Regions from separate parts of the Danio rerio genome. Here region 1 is linked to region 2. The links are chromatin contacts, called in public Micro-C maps. All regions are on one chromosome and are shown on one strand. The core of a region is the stretch at or near the end of the contact, and the rest is flanking DNA. Distances in the headings are between cores, read along the strand shown. Region 1 holds the start of il12rb1 (interleukin 12 receptor subunit beta 1). Region 2 holds the start of atp5f1b (ATP synthase F1 subunit beta).

What was found. A called contact is a pair of places that touch in the nucleus more often than the background predicts.
Region 1: a Micro-C map of caudal fin shows a contact between it and region 2, with 2.9 times the contacts expected there. The contact joins the promoter of il12rb1 here to the promoter of atp5f1b in region 2. A contact is called at or near these places in 2 of 18 Hi-C or Micro-C datasets (caudal fin and hematopoietic stem cells).

What each region holds. Positions count from the first base shown.
Region 1 is chr11:13,849,457-13,854,686 of GRCz12tu, forward strand. il12rb1 (interleukin 12 receptor subunit beta 1) reads left to right here and starts at 3,581. Exons shown (of 15, transcript XM_073916560.1): 1 at 3,581-4,237. It overlaps mast3b (microtubule associated serine/threonine kinase 3b), which reads right to left and starts at 4,349. Exons shown (of 27, transcript XM_073916550.1): 1 at 4,043-4,349. The coding sequence starts at 4,086.
Region 2 is chr11:13,701,079-13,706,591 of GRCz12tu, forward strand. It overlaps atp5f1b (ATP synthase F1 subunit beta), which reads left to right and starts at 4,169. Exons shown (of 10, transcript NM_001024429.2): 1 at 4,169-4,353; 2 at 4,996-5,169; 3 at 5,259-5,433. The coding sequence starts at 4,251.

The sequences.
Region 1 (5,230 bases), core at 2,331-4,830, 150 kb after region 2:
TTAATAATTTCTTAATTTATTGCATACTAATTAATAAAGACTTTTTAATATTTTTTTATATTTAAATTTTTTTTTTTTTATAGTTTTATAAACTTATAAGAATAAAAACATAATTCCTTTTTAACACAATGGAGATCAATGCTGAATCCACTAGTAAAGCTGCACCTGCCTCTGCCATGTCTTCTGCATGGTATTCTATACATCAGTCACAGTGTATTTTTAAAATCGGATTCATTCACAACCTTTAATTGAAACATTTAATTTCAGTATGCTTGTTTGTAGCTCAGCAATAAAACAAAGTACAAAAAAAAAAACTACCTCCCTTCTAAGATGGGATGGAGGGCCAAATTAAAAGTTACCAAGGGTGAACTTTGACCAGCAGGCCCTAGTTTGGGAATCTCTGGCATAGATAGTCACATCACAGTATCTGCAATGTCAAGTTTGGATTATAATTCACCTTTTGAGACTGTGACTGAGTAAGATATTAAGAGAATTTAAATCTTTTGGGCTATTGCGTTTAATTTTTTTCTACTATGAATACTACATTAACACTTGGAGTGAGCCAAAATATTTTTCAAAACTGTCCAAAGACAATGAGTGTTGTTGACTGTTGACTATGTCTACAGTGTTATTTTACATCTGATTATTTAATTGCGTAACCTTAACAGTTAAACTTCTTAGAGTACTGTTTATTTAATTCGCATCTTTGTTCTGTTGTATTAGTTTACGCTTGTCATTTTGTTTATTAAATTTCATGCCGATGCATTCCCTATCAATGTAAAATGATTTATTTCTAAGTATTAGAAATTCCACTCGCAATATACTGTATATCGCAGAAATATATGTAGTCCTAATTACAAATGTGAAGTAGAGCTATGCAATATGATGATCAAGCATGGGCTGGTATAAGATTCTGACGGTATGATAACCTTGGATAAAAATATCACGGTATCACGGTTTTGTAATTACTGATCTAAAATATGCTATTTTAAAATGTCTGGGTAGGAACGATATAACAGAAAGGTTGGCAGTTTTAAAACCTTGACTTTTCCAAACTGCGGTAAACCTTGAAAAACGGTTTTCATCCAATACCTTATAATGATATACTACATATTGTTTTGCAAAAATACAAAGTCTATTAATATTGAGAATGGGATATTAGACTAAAACAGAAACAAGAATAACACATGGAGAGAACGTTGCACGCTTGTAGTACAATGTTTACATTTAGCATTTCTTTATCAATATTTTATGTTGGGTAAAAGTGTTTTAGATTTCATCTTTTTATACATAATATATTTCTACATATTTAATCCAATATTTACACAGGAGTTCTAAATAAATGAGAAAAGATGATTGAGTACATTTTTTATAAATACACATCTATACACAGTCATACATTACGGACAATTTAGCCTAATTCACCTGTACCACATGTCTTTGGACTGTGGGGAACCCGACCCGGAGGAAACCCACGCGAATACAGGGAGAACATGCAAACCCCACACAGAAACACTAACTGACCCAGCTGAGGCTCGAACCAGCGACCTTCTTGCTGTGAAGCGACAGCACTACCTACTGCATGACTGCGTCCCCATGTTGATATATATATATATATATAAAGTTAATATGATATACGTTTATTGTCATAAGGATATAATATGTTTGTCGTATTGCCTAGTCCTAATGAGAAGTCAGTCAGATATGTCTGAATATAGTTTTGGGCTATTGTTAGACGTCTATTGGGTTTTCACTGACAGGCCAAATTTAGCCATGTTTTAAGCCATGACATGTTTAGTATGTTTAGATATCAATTAGATGTCTTTTAAACACAAAATTGCTTGGTGGAAGCTGTTTCACCACTGTAAACATTCAGTAAATGACTTTAATGTGTGACCTTCAAAGTCACTTACTGTTTACTGCCACCATAACTTTCAGTTCCACAAAAAAAGCATTTGGGCCATTAACTGCAGGTTCTCATGTTTCCTTCACGCCATTCAGTGACATCATCAGCCGGGCACCATAACACACTCTGGCTAGGTATTTACACGTAAAGTCAAACTGAAATCCGATTAATGGAGCAAACCACAACAGAAACGAGGCATGTTGTTAGCTTGAGCTGCTTTAGAAAGGTATTGATTATTGTGACCTTAATGACACTGTTTTAGAACTGGCCGTTCTACCCTTTGTACTAAATATCCCCCGAAGTGCTCTGGCTATAGCATGAGTCAAACTTTGATGAACTCTCTGGTTTGCATAACAAATGAGCATTTTTTGGTGACCTAAAAGCTAACTGGAACGTTAAATATGTATGACTGTACAAATAGGGCTGCCACCGTCTGGCAGTCTGCATATTCTCACCGCAATGGATAGCAACAAGCGCAGTGGAAGTGTGAAGATGTTGTCATGGTGAAGTGAGAAAACTGGAGACGACCCAACTGTGAATCCTACCCCCCTGTGCTCAACAATCTGATGTTATGCTGCTTTCAACAGCTCTCTGTGCATTCACATTCAGAATCTGCATTGTTTCGTCAAACTCATAATATCATAGATACAATGCAATGCTTTCTGGAACCCAAAGGAGAAAATCCCCATTAAACAACAGCAGTAATCCTCAATCATATTTGCAGATGCTTCTGCTGAAGAAGGATGCTCCGGATGCGAGCTCCTACACGCTGGGATTGGAAATGTAGTGGGTTGTGGGGTCGACTATATTCACTCCAAGCTCAGAGTGGGAGGACAGGGTTGGAAAGCTGCAGTGATCATGTTGAAGGCAGGCAGAAGCAAGTGTCAGAAAAAGCAGGAAAACATTGCGAGAACGATACGGATGCGATAAGGAGAGTGTCAGAACACTCAGACTCGTGTTCTCACTTAAAAGCTTGGCTCATAGTAGGATCCTGAAAGTGTGATTAGAGTGTTCACCCAATAGAAAGCGCATCTGCAATCCCCTGATGTATTCAGCTGTAATGTGATGCAACGTGATGTGGAGTCATTCCAATAAAATAACATTTGGTGCATGGAGATTATGGTGAAGACCATATTGGAATTGTAGGCAGCGAAAATGAATGTATATGCTGTTATATTTACAGTGGATTTTCAGAAATTTACAGTAAATGTATAGTAATGGGCCTACCATTAAAATATCAAGATATATCACAACACTCATGGAACTCAAATAATGCAATAAACATTAAAAAATAATGAACAGCATTACTCTTTAGAGGATGATACGATCAAAAACCATAACAATGAACTATAATGTGTATAATAATAATACATACATACATACATACATAAGGTTTGTTGTTTTCATAAATTATAAGTTTATAATTTTAAACATCATTTTGCAGTAAAGTTCATGTATAATTTTAATAAAAATATATTGCTGAAAGAGGTAAGGTATAGGCTACTTTACGTCAAAAAAATATTTTAATGTAAAATTTAACACAATGTGCTTTTAAATATATTCAAACTTGTTTAACAATCCTACATTTTAGCATTTAACTTTTTTTTAATTAAACATTAAATAATTTCTATAATGCTAAATCAGAAGAAACCCTGATATATATTCAAATGAATAAACAAAAGTCGTTATTAACAAGGACACTGACTGTCAGATTTAGTCGTGCGCATTAAAATAAAAGGAAATGCACTCTCTAAGAACAAAATTGTCTATTTAATCGATAATAATGAAGTGTTTATATACTGAATATACAAAATATACTGCAAGACATTATTTAACTCGTGTTCCAAACTGTAGGCGATACAGTAATTTTGACATTTGCTTCCGTACAGCAAACACTTGTCAATGCTAGTGCTACCTATATCGTTACTTTTTTTTGCTAGTTTATTTCACATCATTACCAACCATAGAATAACGCGGGGATACGCAGAAATATGAACAAACGACGTTATTTAATAACATTTATCAGCTGTCTTTGTCGGTTCGTCTCTCACAGCAGTTCCGAGGGGTTTCCCCCATCTCGAGTAAATAATTCATCACGAACATTTGAACAACGAAAGAATATATATTTGAGCTTACTCCAAAGTGAGGGAGGGGATTTTCAGCTTGTCTCTCCTCTTCATCTCTAAGAACCCCGTGAAGAAGAACGGTCAGGTGAAAACAAACAGCTTGTTTCAGATCTCACGCGAGACAACACAAAGTGTCCACTGTTTACACATCGTCGTTTAACATCTGCCAAACGACAGCGAGAGGTTTTCTGCTGCACCGGCGCAGGTACTCCATTAAAACAGACTAATTCTCTGTGAACACTTTTAGTTAAAGTGATGTCATGTTTCTAAGCGAAAGTGACTGTGGTAGGCAGAGCGAGTGAGAGATGATTGAGATTGAATGGTGCGGTCACATCTCCCATGTGATTGCTCGGGGAGGTGTGCTACAACAACGTGCAACAACACAGGTGGAAAGGAAACAAAAAAGAAAAAAAAGTACAAAGAGATGTCATTTAAATGTTTATGAGAGACTTGTTTTTGACTTGATGTCTTAGCATGTAATTACAGTTTTCATGGCATCAGGGCAGCTTTTCGCCAATGAGCTGCTTGTATGGCAAGCTGTTTTAAGATTTATTTATCAAAACTAACTTGTCGTGAGACTATGTTTTTAAACTTCTGGGTTTTGAGTTAGCTATCTAATAGGCTACTGTCTTTTTATGAACAATATGCTTTGCTTAAAAAACGGCTATTTCTTAACAGATTAACTGGGTTTCCATCACCCCTTGTTAATGCAGACTTTAAGGAACTGTATAAATGGAACAAAATTTTGAATAAAAATCACTTAAAGTCGGCATGAAATCAAAATACACTCTTCTTATTTTTTAAAGGCTATGTAGTATTATCTTATTATAAATGTGTCTGTGCACTTTGTTTCATTTGTAATGCTTAAAGTGTCCTCATTAACTTTAATCAAACACCAAAAACCTTCCTTCACCCCTCAAACAAATATGGTACAATTTTGTCTGTAAAATTTAGCTCCTAGTTCCTGTCATCAGGTATCGTATCTGAATTCATGTGGTGGACAGTAATGCTCCACAAATTGTCTCAAATCTTCCTCCATTTTGTTAGCAATGCCCATCTTCCAATGATCCAATCAGTTCCCAAAGGATGAAACTTGCATCACGCTACAATTTATTAGATTTATTTCAGCAACTCTTTCAATAAGATGTGGGCTTCATCACAATAGCAGAAAAAAAAGGAATAACTTAACTTCACTTTT
Region 2 (5,513 bases), core at 2,919-5,418:
TGATAATTCGGACAGTGTGCTAAATGATAAAGGACCCCTAGTCCGCATCTGGTCAGATGGCCTTGCAACTGAATACAGACAAGCTTTGCCATTTCTTAATATCACCTGGTCTTCCACCACTCTCAGAAATAATATGAACAGTTTAGCTTTTTGTGGGAAAGAGACTCTTACATCAAAGACAGAGTCAGATTTGAAGCAGCCGCCACTAAGGTCAACACAGAAAAGACATCAAATCACAAATGTCTTAGGAAAAATATCTGTTGTCATTACTGTGGTAAAAAAGGACATTGGATGAGGGAGTGTAGAAAGAATAAAAAGAACTTTAAAGAGATGAACAGGGTAAATCAACTTCTGAACAGTTTGCTAAATGCCCTCAACATACCCCTCCCCTCATCACTAAATCCATTGAGCTGTCCACAAAGATGCTAACCATTTTTGGCTGTGAGTGCTTGATGTCCCAGTTCATTTACAATTAAGATGAAAGACTCTTTGTAAAAAGACACAAAAGAAACTTCTTCCTTTTTATTGGGGAACTCTGCTTAAGTCCACTTACAGCCTTAAATGTGTTTAACACATTTTCCAATCACTACCCATTCAATGTTATGATGTCTGATAGGACTGATATTTATTGAATGATAGTTTGTGTCTCACATTTTAAAGTTTGCCCACCACACTCAGGGACAGAACAGGACACACAAACCAGTGAGGAGCCCAGGGCAGAACTGAAAGCAACAGGCTTCAGGGGCCGCACCCTGTGGTGAAGACTCCCTTTTTCCCCATTTATCCTCACCTCACTGTTTTATAGGTGTCATAACTTTAAGATTAGGAGACAGAAAATACACAACACTATATGATCACCAACTTAACACAACCACTATACGATCACCTGAATAACTAGACACACGAACTATGATCATACAAGTCTATGCATGAATACTGCTGGTCTGCTGTTTCCTTGTTTTCTTGTGTGCAGGTAAACACAAACACTGCATCTTCTCAGAAACACTCTGAACCAGAGCATCACTACGGAGATCCATGAATGACAGGAAGTCATCAGATCAACTCTGTGCTGGAGAAGAACCACAAGAAACACACCTTACAAAAGACTGAACACTATTCACAAGCCATGGACTTTCAGAAGATCTGCAGTTTAACTACATGATTTTTTGTGTCATCATGTAGGATTTATGACATTACAACTGATTGTCATAAACGTGTGAACAGTTTTGAAATCTACACTTACATCTACGTAGATATTGAAATGACACAGAATAAGTTAAATGTGCCTGTAACTTTTCAAGTTACATGACTAGAAGATGGGGCTTCTGTTATCAAACAGAAGCCATTGAATGGTTTTAGGAAAGCTTACAAATTTATATTTTTTTTGTGAGAGTTTTTAAATAACTCTCAAAGGGGGAACTGTGGAAATATAAATTTTTATCATCTAATTTCAAATTAACAATAATCTACGTATAACTAAAAAGTTATATTCTCTGGTTTTTAATTATTTTATTTCATTGACATGCCAGCTAGGAGGGTCATTTAACTTTTCCCTTGCTGACTACAGACTAAGCCAAAGTGATGCAATTATCAGTTTCACAGCATGGGGTGTCTATTGTTTTCTCTTTTCAATCAAATGGTCAGGAGGTTTCTGTCTCCAGGACATGATAAGATCAAGGCTGAAAGAGCAGTTTACCATGCTGACTCCAACCCTTAATTTGCATGCTCTGTTTAGCTATATCCCCTCCTCCTAAGAACACAATATAGACATGAAATCTTTGTCTTAATTCAGACTTTTTGCAGACTAATTCAGACTTGTGTGAGACTTGTGAGAGACTTGTGAAAGAACTTGCAGACTGCAGACCTCTAGTAGGCTCTTGCAGACACATTGGACATCTTGAAGACGCTGTATGACTGCAGATTAACCAACACGTCTCAATAAAGGAATTCTGCTTGTTCCGAGTCTCCTGGACTGGGTTCTCTTCTCTTCTTTTTTCATTCATTTATTTTTTTTTTACAACACTACACACACACACACACACACACACACACACACACACACACACACACACACACATGTGTACATATTTGTAATTTGTTAAAAAAAATGCTAGATTTGCAGATTTTTATTTAAAAAATACGGTGCATGTATTATATGTAAGTTGGAGCTTATAAAATTATATATTGTAATCTACTTACACAAAAAAGTGGTATAAAAGAAACACATCTTGGATGTTTTCTTTATATTAAAGACAATATGAATAGCAAAACCAAAACAGTGTTTGTTTATGTAGTCTCAATTTAAGTTAAGGATATTTGGATCTGTTGAACAGCATGTGAAGAATCTGTGAGGATCTTGATGAAAACTCCATGGAAAACCTCTTCACCTGATAAGATGAGCTGGATGATACGATATTGACAAACAATAGTTTATTTGAAATGCTGTACAATATTTTTCAACTGAAATTAAATTAAGTACCTTAAGTGTATTTGTAGCTTTACTGATGTACTTGTATGAGCTATAGAACTTCTTGAGACACAAATTTTGTTAGATTTTTTTACCATCAGAATAATATCACAATGGCCCTTTTATAATATTAACCTGAAAGTTTTACTGCTGTTTGCGTTTATGTTTCTTGACAGTGAAGGCAGGGGTCACCATACACACCTGGCCATGCACTTCAGTTCTAACCTTAGTTCTCTAAAGTTTCAGTGGTGATAATTAAATAGAGTTTTAAACAACAGCGACACCTAGTGGCAATAAGCTAGCAAACATAGGCTAGAAATCTTCACTGACACACTTGAGATTAGTGCCTAAATCTAAAAAAAGAATCTACCATTGTTTGTTAGGCCATCTCCTCTGACATTTCTATGCTTTTTAGAAATAATAATAATTCTTTGATTTCATTATGTTCCCCTATTCTGATTCTACTGTTGTTGGATCAATTTGTTTCTCCACTAAAAAATCCAATTATAAAATTAGGTCTTTATTTTTAGACCTTGTCATCTCAAATCCTTCTTCTGTTTCTTATAGGAACAACCTTTTTGATTATATTAAATGGTCGTATGTTTTGTCACTCCCCCAGAATTTTTTAACAAATAAAATTAAAAACATTTTTTTTTAAATTATTCACAGATTGTATCCAGTTAAAGATTTTTTAATTTTTTATTTTTACAAAAATTCAAAAAATGACATTAACGTGTCTTGCTCTTTCTGTGAGACTTCCTCTGAGTCTGTTGCTCACTTGTTTTGGGAATGTCCCTCTGTTAAGTCGTTCTGGTCTGATATAAACCCTCTAATTGTCCAAAAGGTTATAGCTATAGACATGTTGTTTTGGGGTTTAAAAGAAAAACATTTTTTTTTTTTTTTTGCATAAACCTCATTTTATTTATTGAAAAGTTTTTTTTTATACACAAATACAAATATACTTAATGTAAGCCGATTTATTATTTTTTTTAAAAGAGAATTGGAACTGTATTTAAAAACCATCACGGAGTCTCATAACAAGAAAGCAATTAAAACGTATAAAACATGTGCTTTACTTAATATTCTGCATTATTTTTTTTGTCATGTACCCTCATTTATTTTTGTTTATTTTTTCTTTCTCATTGTCTTTCTTTTTCTTTACCTTTATTATATTTATTTTAAAATTGTTACTTTTCTCTTGTTGCAAAAAAGTAATATTTGTTTTGCTTGTACTATACTTCTATCTGCTTTGTATTTCTATTTGTTGGAATGGCCTGTTGTTATTGCAATAAAACAACAACAACTACACAAAAACAGTTGAGATCAGAGCTAAGAAACTGTGAGACATTTAACGTTACTGTTTCTTTGTTAACGTTATATCTTATCTGCTCAAAAGCATTTCATATTTTCTAACATAGCTTTTAAGCGGATAATGCACGCACACAAACTGTTAGGGTACATCCTAAATTCTATTGCATCTAAAAATAAGCGCTTCTGCACTGTAGTAATAACGGCAATAATAGAAATAACGTTATAATATTTATATATGTGTAGCTATACAGATATAAATATATATGGCTATAGTTGTTCATTTGCATAGACTTCCCTTGCAGATTTAAAATGCTATTCATAATGCCCAGACTGTCCTTCAACTCCAACGCATGCGCAGATGCTTAGTTCCCGTGTCGCCATTGTCTTCCACGCATGCGCAGTGCGAGGTTCAAGCGGCACTATATATAAGCTCCTCAGCCTCTACCCGATTCCACCTTCAGCCATTTTAACAATGTTGGGAGCTGTGGGACGCTGCTGCACTGGGGCTTTGCAGGCTCTCAAGCCCGGGGTTCACCCCCTGAAGGCTCTCAACGGAGCTCCATCTCTGTTTTCACGTAAGTGAAATACATTTTGTTTTGAAAGTTGTTTTAGCGCAGCTTTTCTGACAGCAACGTCACCGCCGGCGCGAGACCGCTAAATGGCAGCATGCGGGACTCTAAGTGCAGGCCGCAAAGTTTAACGTCAATATTTTTAGTGATTGGTTTCGTCTGATGCACTAATTTGACTTTAATTCAGCTGGAAATGTGTTGTCATACCACAGTACTCTGTTTTAATGACAACAGCTAGTTGTTGTTGGTAAGAAATCGGGAATGACCTTTATGTGTCATGGAGAGGAGGCTCGCGTTGCTAGCTGTTTCCCAGCCTACGAGGTCATGGTACAGAAGACATGTGGAATAAGATCACGGGATAATGCAAACGCATTTATGAACATTTATAAACAGTTACTGCTTTTAGATGCACACTGCAGTCAGATATAAGCATGTTTCCAATCGCTTTATGTATAGCTGTGCTAGCGTTCATTCATTACACTGCGACTTCGTGTCATTGTGCAAATAAATACAATAATATAGTAACACGGCTTTCAAAACAAGGAACTTAAGAATTTCATATTTTTTTGAATGACTTTGATTACAAATAGATTATTTTCTGTGTCGTGTGCATGTGATTATTGATCTGTTTCTCTTCCTTCTCCACAGGCAGGGATTATGCTGCTCCTGCCGCTGCTGCTGCCGCCGCCAGCGGGCGTATTGTCGCGGTCATCGGTGCCGTTGTGGACGTCCAGTTCGACGAGGGTCTGCCACCCATTCTGAATGCCCTGGAAGTAGCCGGCCGTGATTCCAGGCTAGTCCTGGAGGTGGCTCAGCATTTGGGTAATACAATTTATGCACAGTCAATCTGAGTAATGTAATATTTATTTATTAATTACAGTTGTTCTATAACGTTTTTGCTGTTACTTTAGGGGAGAACACTGTCCGCACAATCGCTATGGATGGTACCGAGGGACTGGTGCGTGGTCAGAAGGTTCTTGACACTGGTGCCCCCATCAGAATCCCTGTCGGACCTGAGACGCTTGGCAGGATCATGAATGTCATCGGTGAGCCCATTGACGAGAGAGGACCAATTTCCACAAAACAGTGAGTATTTAAAGATTGCTTAAGCAGAAGCTTGTTTGAAAGCTAAAAAAAAAGATTTTCTGAGATTCAGATGTACGTTA